2 separate regions of the Mus musculus genome follow, and region 2 is linked to region 1. Evidence: chromatin contacts called from public HiChIP or PLAC-seq data. All regions are on one chromosome and are shown on one strand. The core of a region is the stretch at or near the end of the contact, and the rest is flanking DNA. Distances in the headings are between cores, read along the strand shown. Region 1 holds the start of Abcd2 (ATP-binding cassette, sub-family D (ALD), member 2). Region 2 overlaps Lrrk2 (leucine-rich repeat kinase 2).

What was found. HiChIP or PLAC-seq counts read pairs in DNA pulled down with a chosen protein or histone mark.
Region 2: a contact with region 1 is called in an H3K4me3 HiChIP or PLAC-seq map of forebrain, with 6 times the contacts expected there. The contact joins the enhancer-like site here to the promoter of Abcd2 in region 1. A contact is called at or near these places in 2 of 39 promoter capture datasets (cranial neural crest and hippocampal neurons), 2 of 115 datasets of contacts at active chromatin or transcription factors (astrocytes and forebrain) and 1 of 9 other capture datasets (adipose tissue).

Annotation. Positions count from the first base shown.
Region 1 is chr15:91,188,037-91,194,165 of GRCm38.p6, forward strand. It overlaps Abcd2 (ATP-binding cassette, sub-family D (ALD), member 2), which reads right to left and starts at 3,971. Exons shown (of 10, transcript NM_011994.3): 1 at 2,634-3,971; 2 at 799-979. The coding sequence starts at 3,572.
Region 2 is chr15:91,749,034-91,755,359 of GRCm38.p6, forward strand. It overlaps Lrrk2 (leucine-rich repeat kinase 2), which reads left to right. Exons shown (of 51, transcript NM_025730.3): 29 at 628-857; 30 at 1,191-1,318; 31 at 3,109-3,327. Among named protein-coding and RNA genes, the nearest start is that of Lrrk2, 79 kb to the left of the region's middle. Within about 2 kb of position 3,333, at least 17 of the 459 cell types and tissues checked have an H3K27ac peak or open chromatin away from gene starts, as enhancers often do. A contact at or near this core is called in forebrain, where this site is marked.

The DNA of each region.
Region 1 (6,129 bases), core at 2,721-5,220:
CTCCGTTTTCTGCTCTGTGCTTGGCTGAATTCTCGAATATGAACCACCTATGAAAGCTGAACTCTAACTGTAACCCCTTCATTCCTGCCAGTAAAGACTCAAGCCTTCACACAGAGAGAGCACCATGACATTGTCTCTCTTGCCCTTACCTTTCTTAGTTATACCCAAAGGGGGGGGTGGATGTTGGTAAAAACTGTAGAGACAGGGATAGGATCGAATTAGGTAACTGCATCTTGATGAGTCCCGTCCCCTAAACATCACCAAACCATGTAATGGGGAGATGTCTATATTACTACAAATAGAGGAGAACCCATCCGCATGATTACATGCACTCTGAAATAGCATTTCTGCTTATCTAAAATAGCCAATCAGCTTTCAAATCACAAATCAGGACAAATTCCGTTTATATTAAGCATATAAGGAAACTTATATGCTTAATTCTCTGGGATGTTAAGAACAAACCATGAGGTATGCCTATGTCATATTCTTTCTGAAAATACTGATCTGATTTGTGATTAAATGTAAACTGAAAAGTCATTGAGCAGTATAATTGAAATTGCTCCAGGTAGACTTCTAGAGATACTATGTCACAGACCTTCGTGGTAAGGTCCCTTGAGCTACCTGTTGCTTCTTTCATACTGGTGGTCTGAGTATTGAACGTTAAAACCTGTCACTGTTTCTGAGTACAAGTAACAACAGAGACTGGCTGTCTACACAGTAACACATGGGACATGCAATGACATCTTCAAGAGAAACAATGTTAAGCATCTATTTAAGATTAAACATGGATGTTATTACCACCATCTGCAAAGCCCGTTGCAGTGATAATGGGTATAGCCACCATAATTAGTCCACAGCTGCTCCACACATACTTCATCAAGAATTGTTCTATCATGATGTACCATAAACGTTTGGATAAAATCAGGTTCATCTGGTAAGCTAAAGCCTTGTAACATTTCTGCAGCTGCTTCATTTCTACCTAAAAAGGGGGAAAAAAAGGATAAGAATAAATCCAGCATGAGCTATGGAAATAAACAGTGGCATCGCGTAAGATTCTCTTCCATGTTGTAGATATATTATTTTGCTGTTTTTAGTATAGCCATTGTTGATACATTTCTACAACTAATACATGTAACTAGACACCAGAATTAGTCATAATTTAGTATTACTTATGAAAACATGTTATCTGGTACATGTAATATTGTTTGAAATACACATGAGTGAGACAGGAGCCTAGCTCAGTGTCAGAACGCTACCCATTGCTAGCATAATAAGGCATTGGGTATACTTCTCAACAGTTAGAGAGAAAGAAAGAGAGGGAGGGAGAAAGAGGGAGAGAAAGGGAGGGAGGGAAAAACTTATACTTTTAAAATTTTAAAATTTAAGATGTTAAAATTAAATAATATTTTATGACGATACAAGTAAGCCTTGTTAAACCCATATCACTCTTGAGAACACCAAAAATAACCAAAACCAAACACAACGTGTATAATTATACTGTTTTGAACTGGCTTAGTTTCCCAGATTTTGTCTTTTGAATGAAGAATCTACTAATTTACACTGAGCTCAATGTTTCAAACAAACAAACAAAAAAAATAAATAAATAAATCAGGACACGGCACACATAGCAAATACCAAGTAGGAATAGAGGTCCTAAATTAGTTTAGATTTTTTTTCCTTCGGATTGCTTCTGTGATTGAGAAAGAAACAATGATAATTCTTGATGCTTTAAAGGGAACGCCATTCTGCTTGGAAATTAAAATATATTTAAAAATACTCCTCTCTATCTTGCCAAACCATTGGTATTGTATTTCAGATGTCCTCACCCCCAATTTATACCATACTCAACATTGTGAAGCCACTATAAGACACTACGATTTTACATAACTGGGCTAATTATTCGACTGTTGAAGATCGGTACCATTTAAAAATAGCACCGCGGTGCTCCTTCCTACTCCTGTCCTCGCTAATCTTAGTTTTTACTCCTCTCCTAGGCAAAATTTAATTATCTCTGTCAAAATTATGTCCTCAGCCAAAGTTAAAAGTAAAGGCCATTTCGTGAGACACTCCTCTACATTTCCTCATCTGCACACCACTCTCATTGATCAGTCTTGCAAAAGTGTCTGAACTGTTTTTTTCTTTGAAAGCAGTTCTCGCCCCCTCCCCATCCCCCAACACAAAAGAACGACAAAGGATACTCCAACATCTCCCTCTCAATCCAAAGAAGTTTACTCTCAGTTCCTAAAAGTGCATGGACTTCACAATGTGCAGAACCCTTCACCAAGTTAGTACTTAAGTTTTAAGAAAAAGCCTTTGAGCTCATTCATTACAGTCACACTAGAGTAACAGAGGCTATGAAGACCGCTTACTTAAAAAAGAATAGACATTTTATTCTCATGAAACTTCAGAGAAGTTTGGACTCTTTCATTCTCTCCTGGCTGGCGATTTAAAGGGCTCATGTATTTTAGCATGATTTAGCTACGGGGACGGCGGGTGGGGGTGGAGCGGGGGGCACGGGGACTGTAAAATGCTCAGAAAGTGGGTCTGTCAACAAGACAACAGATGGTATCTGGCAGTGCAGTGGCTGCCTGAACAGTCTCACATTTCACCCGTTGCTTTAATGCCTGTCTTACCTTATGTCCTCTGTAGAAGGCAATTTCTTCTACATTGGCTATGATTCGGGAGTGGACATACCGCAGGTAGCCTTTCCTGTGGGCTTCTTCAGCCACCAGCGAACCAAATTTGGGCGAGCAAGCTTTCAGTACTTTAGCAGTGGCATACACGACAAGTCCTGCTAACAGGGTGGGCCCTATAGGGCTTGCTCCTCTGGATGTAGCTGTCCGGATGAGAGTATAGGAGGTTAGAATGACATCTAAAATAGGTTTGGTAAGGTTGGAATACAGGTGAGCCACAGATTGCGAGAACATCATAATGTCTTCGGTAAGAGACTGGTCAGGGTTTGCCAGCCTCCCATCCATATTTATCACCTTATAATAAGTCTGATTTGCGAAATAGGTCTCATAGGCATGGTCTACTAAGCGAGTTCTAAAGGCCAATGCCAGTTTGCATTCCAGGTACCTGATAGCACTGTTGACAAAGGTAGCAGGGATAGCAATCATAAGCCACTTGATTAATTTGATGATGAAAGTCCGAGGCTTCTTTTCCACGATGCTTTTCACGATTTTCCCATCCAGACCAGCCACATAAATAGAGAGAAATGTTCTTGAGATTAGAGCCACCGAGTGGAGGCAGAGCCACCCCGTTTCAGTGGTCACAAGTTTTGGAAAGAGGATTTTCCGAAGTTCTAGTAGCTGTTTGAAAAAAGCTGCATTTAGTCCCGGCGCAGGTTTTTTACAGATGATCTCCGTGCAATGCAGTATTTCTCTGTTCTCTGCAGGCGAGTAAGCTTCTGCTTTTGCCTTCCTGTGGCCAGGCTGCTTTAAACGCTTGCCAATGATGGGATAGAGGGTTTTCAGAGCATATGCCGCAGCCACCAGGCAGGCAGCCCTTTTAGCAGCACCGGATCTGGTCCATTTCACCCGATAGGCTGCTGCATTTAGCATGTGTATCATTTTTCCAGCTACACAAATGGGTTTCTTTGAAAAGAATTCGTTTTAAAAGCTCATGCTCCGCGGAAAGCCCAGCAAAGGTTTCAGAAGACCCCACAGCCTCCCATGCTCTGCAGCTTGTCTCCTTTACTCTTATTTTGTTCTTCAGTGACGGATGCAGCAAAGCACAAACTCCACCGCATCCTCCGGGGGCGAGTCCCTCAGCAGCCAGAGCTGGCCAGGCTCCACCCACAGGCGTCTCATTGGCTGCGTGGGCGGTGAGACCCTGGACTCCTGGCCTCTTCCCTTTGAACCTTAAAAACGAAGAGAGAGCCAAAACAAATCCTATACTTAAACAGGAGTTCAGAGAGTTAAATATCTATTTCTGGAGAGGTCGAATGAGGTCAGCTGCTGGAGAACAAACCTTCCCTTAGAGCTACTGAGCATGCTCAGCGGCACTTAGAAACCCTCAGAAGTTTCAGAATATACATCCCGTCTCTAAGATTTCTACAAAGGGGAAGGCAGAGGGAAGGAAGGATTGCAGCAGCTTTAATGAGCCCAGAGAGAAAGAAACAGCGAGAGGAGGGAGGAGCCTCAAGAGGATTAACGGAACCGGCCCAGGGAAAGGAGTCAGACAAGAGAGTGATAACAGCGAGAGGCATAAGACAAAATAGCAAACATGTATCCTTGAGAATGTTTTGTTCAGAAGATGTTGTCCCCCCCCCCCCTCACTCCCGCCCTTCGCCCTTGTTTCGACTCTCCCCAGATATTCACAGAAACTATTAGATTGGCTGCTATTGTAAATAAGCTGGAGGCGAGCTTGGGTATTACAGAAAACAGTCACTCAGAGCTACACCCAGAGTTCTTCCCCAAGATCCCTTGGTACTAACTTGTCCTGATAATAAAGTTCTTTCTGCTCCACGATTATGTTTAGCAATGTTATCTGACACATTAATATTTGCTTACGAAGTGACTTAAAAATCTCCCTTGTGTTTTGTTTGTTTGTTTGTTTGTTTTTGTTTGGAGGTAATTTAAGAATTTTATCAGCTGGGAAATCGAACTGGGATCCTATGATGGAAAACAATTTTTAGGAAGCATTTCTTCAAGACTTTTTTTTTTTTTCTTCATGTTTTTCTTTAGGCTCAGAGATAATCTGCTGGCTTCTTCCTATGAACATTTTTGCTGTTTGACAACAATCAAGAAAGTTTAAAAATTATTCACATTCCCAGTGGAAGGCATAAGGATCAATAGTCAAGCAAAACTTTGTATAATTTTTAATAAATTGAAGGTCTTTTTTTGAAGGCAAGGCAAAGGTGATTTTGCATGATAGAGCCTTTCTCTGCTCCTCTCTTCTGTCTTTCCAACGACTGGCTTATCCTGAAGGTGTGCATTTAAGCCAGAGCCCAGCACAGTTAGGTAGAACGGCTTATTTTAACCTGCTAGTGTTATTTGACCCTTAAGCTAAGCATCATTTTATACTTGGGCCTTATTATGCACAGACTCTCCCTTTTGATCCTCCATAGTAGTTCCAGGGCAGGAGTGCACTTTGACACCCCCACATCTGTCCTGATTTAAAGAAGTGAAAGATAGCTACATGGTGATTGTCACATCACAACGGGTCACTTGTGTGTTCGTTACTAGTCCTCTCTGTGCTTCAGCTTTGCCTTCTATCTGTAAAATGGAAACGATGCTATTCTGGGAAGTGGGTGTAGACATTAAATAAAATAGTCAGTTGTTTAAAAAAAAACATTGTATATAGAAGTCTGCAAACCTCCCTGCTAGAATATGTGCCCCAATGTCTTGTGATCGTTATTGTTCATTAGACATGAGTCAAAGAATTGCCTTTACCAAGAATGATTTTTAAAAAACAGTATTCTTTTGAGCTCTTTGGCATACATATATTAAATCTAAGAATTGTTTGTTATCCAGAGGTCTTTTATTTGCATCCAACTTAACAGATGTACCAACATACAAATGACACATATCTTTGGTATTTGGTCATATTAGCACACTCAAGCAATGCTGATAAGACTCCCTGGGCTGCCAATTAATACATCTACAGCAGCGCATCTCTTGCATCTAGGGTCCAGGAAACATCAGGGTAGAGTGGTGGGAAGACTGGAAGAGCCAGAGGACCAGAAAATCTGCTGTGAAAGTATGTCTCCTAGAAATAGCAGGGGAGCTTCACCTAGGATCCTTTTAACTGCATAGCTGCTTAAACAGGACCAGGACCAACACAACACCAGAAGACATGGAAATATGGAAGTGGAACTCTTTTTTTTAATTGGATATTTTATTTATCTACATTTCAAATGTTATCCCCTTTCCCAATTTCCCCCCAGAATCTCCCTATCCCATCCCTTCTCTAACTGTTTCTATGAGGGTGTGTCTCCACCCACCCACTCCCGCCTCAAATTCCCCTACACTGGGAACTCCAGCTAACACAGGACCAAGGGCCTCTTCTCCCATTGATGCCCACCAAGGCAGTCCTCTGCTACATATGTGGCTGGAGCCATGGGTCCCTCATGTGTACTCCTTGATTGGTGGTTTAGTCCCTGGTTGATTTTGTTGTTCTTCCTAT
Region 2 (6,326 bases), core at 2,083-4,582, 560 kb after region 1:
TTACTGAGAATAGCAATGTTAAAATTATTTGATAGTTTAATAGCTTATATAGTTCAAATGAACAGATAATGACCTTGTGTTCTTGTATACAGGACTAATGACACTCTTTGTATCACAATGCCATATATAAATATCTATTTTGTACTATACTTACAATATATGCACATATGTACACATATGTATGTATGTGTACATATGTGTATATAACACAACCAAGGCTGCCTCATTTTCAAACCTTCATTAAAATGGGCTTTGATTTATACACTTATTTGATTCTGTGCTACTGTAAAGTTTAAACTTTATAATGGTTAAGCTTTTCCTTGTACTGTTTAAATATCCTCCCACATTTACACGTGTATATGTATCTATGTACACATTGCATCTTAATAGATATTGCAAACAGATTTGGGGATTTTGATTATAACTGGTGATGATATAGCATGCCATACATCATTGTCAGTGCTAAAAAATATCATTGACTACTGTGAAACTACTAATAGAATAGAAGGCATGTGTGTTGTTGGTTCTGGTTACAGTTTCACATGCTTGAGTTTACACACTCTCTGTGGAACAACTTAGGCCTGGCACATGCCTCGGTAGGCTGCTATGTGGCTTCTCTTTATCCAGGTTTCTACAACAACGTCTGAAAAAGGCTGTACCCTACAACCGAATGAAGCTCATGATTGTGGGAAATACGGGGAGCGGTAAGACCACTTTACTGCAACAACTCATGAAAATGAAGAAACCAGAACTTGGCATGCAGGGTGCCACAGTCGGCATAGACGTGCGAGACTGGTCCATCCAAATACGGGGCAAAAGGAGAAAGGACCTGGTTCTAAACGTGTGGGATTTTGCAGGTACTCAAGATGCTGTTTTAGCTTTCGTCTTGAATAGAAATTTTAAAACCCAGTTTCCTGATCCAGTAGAAAAAGAACTGGTGGATCCTATAAGATTATCCCAAGCCCATTTTGCCCTTGTCACCAGAATGGACACTCCACAGAGAGCAATGCCAGCCCCCAGCAGAGAGGTCTAAATTGCTTGGTTGGCAGCTAATCGTGGTTCTCAAAGCTGTCATGGGAATGATGTCTGTTGTTTGCCCTCCTCCAAAGGATTTGCTGTGCCCCCTCATTATTTCGTAACGAGTCCTACCTACTATGGGAAAGACTCAAACCTCTGATATCTCCTTCTAGGTCGTGAGGAATTCTACAGCACTCACCCCCACTTCATGACCCAGAGAGCCCTCTACCTGGCTGTCTATGATCTCAGCAAGGGGCAGGCAGAGGTGGACGCCATGAAGCCCTGGCTCTTCAATATCAAGGTGATTTCTTCTGATCACGTGGGACTAGAGTGTGATCATTGCTCACTACTGTATGCTATGCTTCTGGGGTTTTGTTGAGGCTAAGGCTCACTTATGTGTCCCTGGATGCCCTGAAACTCTCTATGAATGATCAGGAAGGCCTTAGATGGACAAAGATTTGCCTGCCTCTAATTTTTGAGTGTTGAGTTTAAAGATGTGTCCTCCCATGCCCAGTTACATTCTGTTATTTTTTAAAAATGTCTTTATAACATGATATATCTGAAAACAAAACAAAACAAAACAAAAACAGTTCCTTCAATTGTTTTAAATGTTCTCTCTCTCCCTCCCTTCTTCCCTCCCTTCCTCTCCCTCTCCCTTCCCTTCTCCCCTTCTCCCTCTCTCTCTTTCTTTATTTCTACATTAGAAGCATTCAGAGTTTGAGAAATGATATGGAAGAGGGAATCCCACACAGTTACATGTCACTAGGCTCTGAAATCCTGTTACGGTGTAAAATCTGAAAGCACAACTGATTCTAATCATGCTATTTTGTTAACCGACATACCAACTCCCCCAACTTAAAACGGAATTAATATCACACATACTCTGCACATGTCCAGTATATTTTCAGTGACCTTTTAGTGGGAAGCGCTCAGATCCTGCCTCTTGAACAGCCCCAGACTGTGTGTCTCCTATCTTTGGTCTCTCTGTTTTATTATTTCTTGAATGTCTACCTGCTGCACTGGTGACAGCTCTTCCTTTCAATATGACCTTTTGAATGGAGACTGTGACAAGAGTCCCTGTGATTGCTGTCTGTTGCCCCAGGGAACAGTTCTGGGAGTAAACTTCTCAGGAGAGCTTGCACCAAGGATGACATCTGGGCACAGGATTTGGTAGCTCCTGGGCTGTTATCTGGTAATTTGGATCTTCCTTAAGCCCGTGTTTTCTTGACATTATTATAGTTCACACAGAAACTTAGCCAAATAGTACGGTGGCAATTCGGCTTGCTTCTGTGGGTTTTGTCTTCCATTCTCCAAATTTCATGACTTTAAAGTGAATTCAGGGCATAAAATTCTCAGCTAAAGAAAGAAATGGAAGCAGTTTGCACTGCTTCTGATGTAGCTTGAAGTTTCCTGAATGTTCGCTTTATTTAGAAGTGCAGCTTGCAAACAACTTGCTCTGAGCAAACATTAAAATAAAAGGAATGCTATACTATGGTGGTTATGTGGGATTCTGGAAGTGGTAAGAGTTGGACTATTAAGGGCATAATAATAATAATTTTTAAATTGTTTTGTGATTATCATATTTATTTAGGTTTAAGGGAGTAATCTCAGTTGCGGCTGTAACAGCCCACCCAAGCTGGAGTGGTTTACAAATTACAGAGATTTCTCTCATACATTTCCGAAGGGAGGGAAGTCTAGCACCTTGGGGCTGGAATCTGTGAGGCCATTCTTGATATGCCATTTCATGGCGGGAGGTGGAAGGGCAAGAGTTCTCATGCTCTATGGCAAAGGAACAGGGAGGGGACCTAACATCCCGGTTCCTGTGAGGACCTTCAAACGTGTTCTTTGGGCTCTGTCCTTGGGAGTTGAGCCTCTCATATAGCTCTCAAGACGCTGCTGTGTCACACGGTTGCATTTCAAGATTCACACACTAGCAGCAAGGAAAGACAGCTGTTATTATGTGACTCTGAAGTCCTTGAGTCTGTCATTGCTGCAGCACGTAGCATCCTACATAGCAGATTTCAGCATAAATGTAACCAGGAAGGTTTTTCCTCCCCGGAAACAGGAAGTGTCTTGTCTCTGTTCCCTTAGGCTCGTGCCTCTTCTTCCCCGGTGATTCTGGTGGGCACACATTTGGATGTTTCTGATGAGAAGCAGCGGAAAGCGTGCATAAGCAAAATCACGAAGGAACTCCTAAATAAGCGAGGATTCCCCACCATCCGGGACTACCACTTTGTGAATGCCACCGAGGAGTCAGATGCGCTGGCAAAGCTTCGGAAAACCATCATAAATGAGAGCCTTAATTTCAAGGTGGGAGGATGGGCGCCCCCTGCAGGCTACTAGATGGTCAAGGTGGGCGAGTGTGTGCCTCTTGCAGGCTGCTAGTTAAGTAAGCCTTTCTCTTTTTGTCATATTATGCCTCTGCTTAGAAATGTCAGAAACCTTGAGGAGAGAGCAATTATCTGGAAATTGTAGGGTTTTTTTTTTCATAGCTCAAAACGATAAAAGTACTTTCATTTAAAAATTATTTATTTATGCCGCACTTCATTTATAATTCATAGAAGTGGGAATAAAAATAACTAGAGGATCCTGAGAAGAAGGAGAGGAATTGCCAGGACACCGAGAAAATCTTCCTCTCCAGGGGTTCCATCCAGAGGCTAAAAGAGAAGGTGGTGTCTGGGCCTCCTGTCCTCTGCGACACTCGGTCCTATCTAGCACAGAAGTTCCCACCTTCCTAACACTACAATCCTTTCTTTAACACAGTTCCTCGTGTTGCGACGCTCAATCATAAAATTATTTTTGATGCTACTTCATAACTATAGTTGTGAAATACCTTTATGAATTCATAAATACCTTTATGAATCATAATGTAAATATCTGTGTCTTCCAATCATCCGAGGTGACCACTGTGAAAGTGTTATTTTGGAGGGCTCACGTGAAAGGATCGTTTGACTTGCCTCCCTTCCCGCCCCTATAGGGGTCACGACCCACAGGTTGAGAACCACTGACCACTCTAGGCGCTTCCTTTGAGAGTTCCTGTCCTGTTTGTATCTCGATCAGTCTATGTGATTCCTTTATAACTTTAGTTCAGATGGTTTCAATTTTTTTTCCATTCCAACTTTTGCCTTTTAACGTTGCCAGTTGCCAAGCCTACTGGTTGGTTTTCAGCAATCTATAAATAATTACCGAATTCGTATAAGCTAAGTTTCATCCCGAGACTTGTGTTTTAAATTCCTGACAATCTCTTTGATAAACCCCATGTTTAGGAAAATATTAATACATGGGTCACTAGGAAGAGTGCTCCTTTCTAGAGTTCACAGGAAGGGAATACGGTTGAGATTTCTAGAGAACGCTCTGGGTACTTCAGCATGGCAAACACAATGATTGTCTCTCTGTTGGCTCTGGAGATATCAGGATGTAACCAGAGCCCTGTTAGGTTTGCATATCCCAGAGAAATTACTTACTGGGCCACAGGCGCGCACTCTCAGAACAGCTCCAATTTGGATGTTGAATGATAAACTCCCGCTGTGCACTGCAGCGCCCTGCCCTGTCAGCTCAGCTCTGTCACACTCTCACAGATTCTGGTCGTCTCAGAAATGGGCCATCTGTGGATGGGTTTGTCTCTGTAGTGCCCCAGGGGCTGGTATTTAAAAGTCCATTTCAGAAGGCGAATTTGTTTTGTAAAAGCCTGAATTTGGTTGAAGCAAGCCTGTAAGAGAGATGCTTGGGTCTGTGGTGTGGGCTGTTGCTGCTGTAGGGAGGTGACCCAGTCAGTAATCCAGGTTCAAACTCCGCTGAGACAGCTGCAAGTTATTATCCCTGTCAATCAGTAAGGCCAGATTCCTTCTATGTACATAAGAGCCTTTCAAGCAACTCCATACAGAGGAGAAAAACATGCTTCCTAGAATGGCAGTATTATTAAAAAGGAATGGGTGGTGCTAACGGCTTCCTCATTCTGGCATGCTGGTTTGAGCATGCGCTGGCTTGCTTCGCTGGTTCTTTCTGAGAGAGGCGCGTCAGCCCACCTATCTGGGACCTTGTTTCTGGGTGACGCTTGCAACCCTTCTTCAAGGAGCAGCTTTGAGTCTATTAGAGAGCACCCAGCCCCATCTCATTTGTCTTTTCCTTCCAACTTAACTCTCTCCCAATCTTTCCTTGTATTTATAAACATAAACCTATGCTCTTTAGAAGGGGTTTTGCTTTTCTTCCTTACATCGGCCCAGAAATGAGTCCGTTACCAGGCGAAAGGAGAAAGGTCAACAACGCAGTCGGTTTGAACTGCTTCCCTTTCGATTCTCTCCAGCCCATTGCCTGAGCAGCCATCTTTTTTGCTGCCTGGTACCCGCCCTTCAGTACTCCCCCCCCCCCCCCCCCCGCTTGATTTGCTTCCTGTGGGACATTCACTTGTTTCTGTAGGTCAGTTTCCTTCCTAAACTTAAAACATAATCTTGAAATTGAAGTTTTATGTCGTCTTAATTTGTGAGAAATGACGAAAAGCATGATAGTTAGTAGGATTATAGACTGTTTTTTTTGGCACAAGGGTCATATATTCCTGAATGACTGTTTGTCGAAAAATATGGAAGCAATAGTTCTGGATGCTGGAAACAAAGTTCTTGGTGCAATTAGGGAGGAGAGAGAGAGAGAGACAGTTTTGTGTTTATGTGTCACGGAAAGACAGGTTTTAGAGCCTAAGAATTCAAGTAGAAATTCTGATGGGTGGAACTAATGGAGGTCGGTTGCCCCCTGGTGGTGGTCTGAGTTAGTTATTTGGCTGCTATCTTTTTCTTCTTATTCTTTCTTTCTTTTATATATATATATAATTAGGTATTGTCCTCATTTACATTTCCAATGCTATACCAAAAGTCCCCCATACCCTCCCCCCCACTCCCCTACCCACCCACCCCCACTTTTTGGCCCTGGCGTTCCCCTGTACTGGGGCATATAAAGTTTGCAAGTCCAATGGGCCTCTCTTTCCAGTGATAGCCAACTAGGCCATCTTTTGATACATATGCAGCTAGAATCAAGAGTTGCATTTCTCTCTAAAACTAGACTTTTCATGTGAGGAAAAAAAGCCTAAAAAAGATATCTGTTATAGAAACTATTATCTCAAGACCCTCACTGAAAAATATCGCTCTCTGTCTCTCATCGACTGCTGCAGACAGTGGGCTTTTTGTCAGGTTGGGATCGTCAGCAGCTAAATAAATCGCATTTTCCAGAGTTTCAAATTCCATGAAAAAACAACTTGGTGAGGAGATGTTGTGTTTCCAGTTCTAACTCTTGATGTCTACAGTTCGGTAGTCCAATACTTG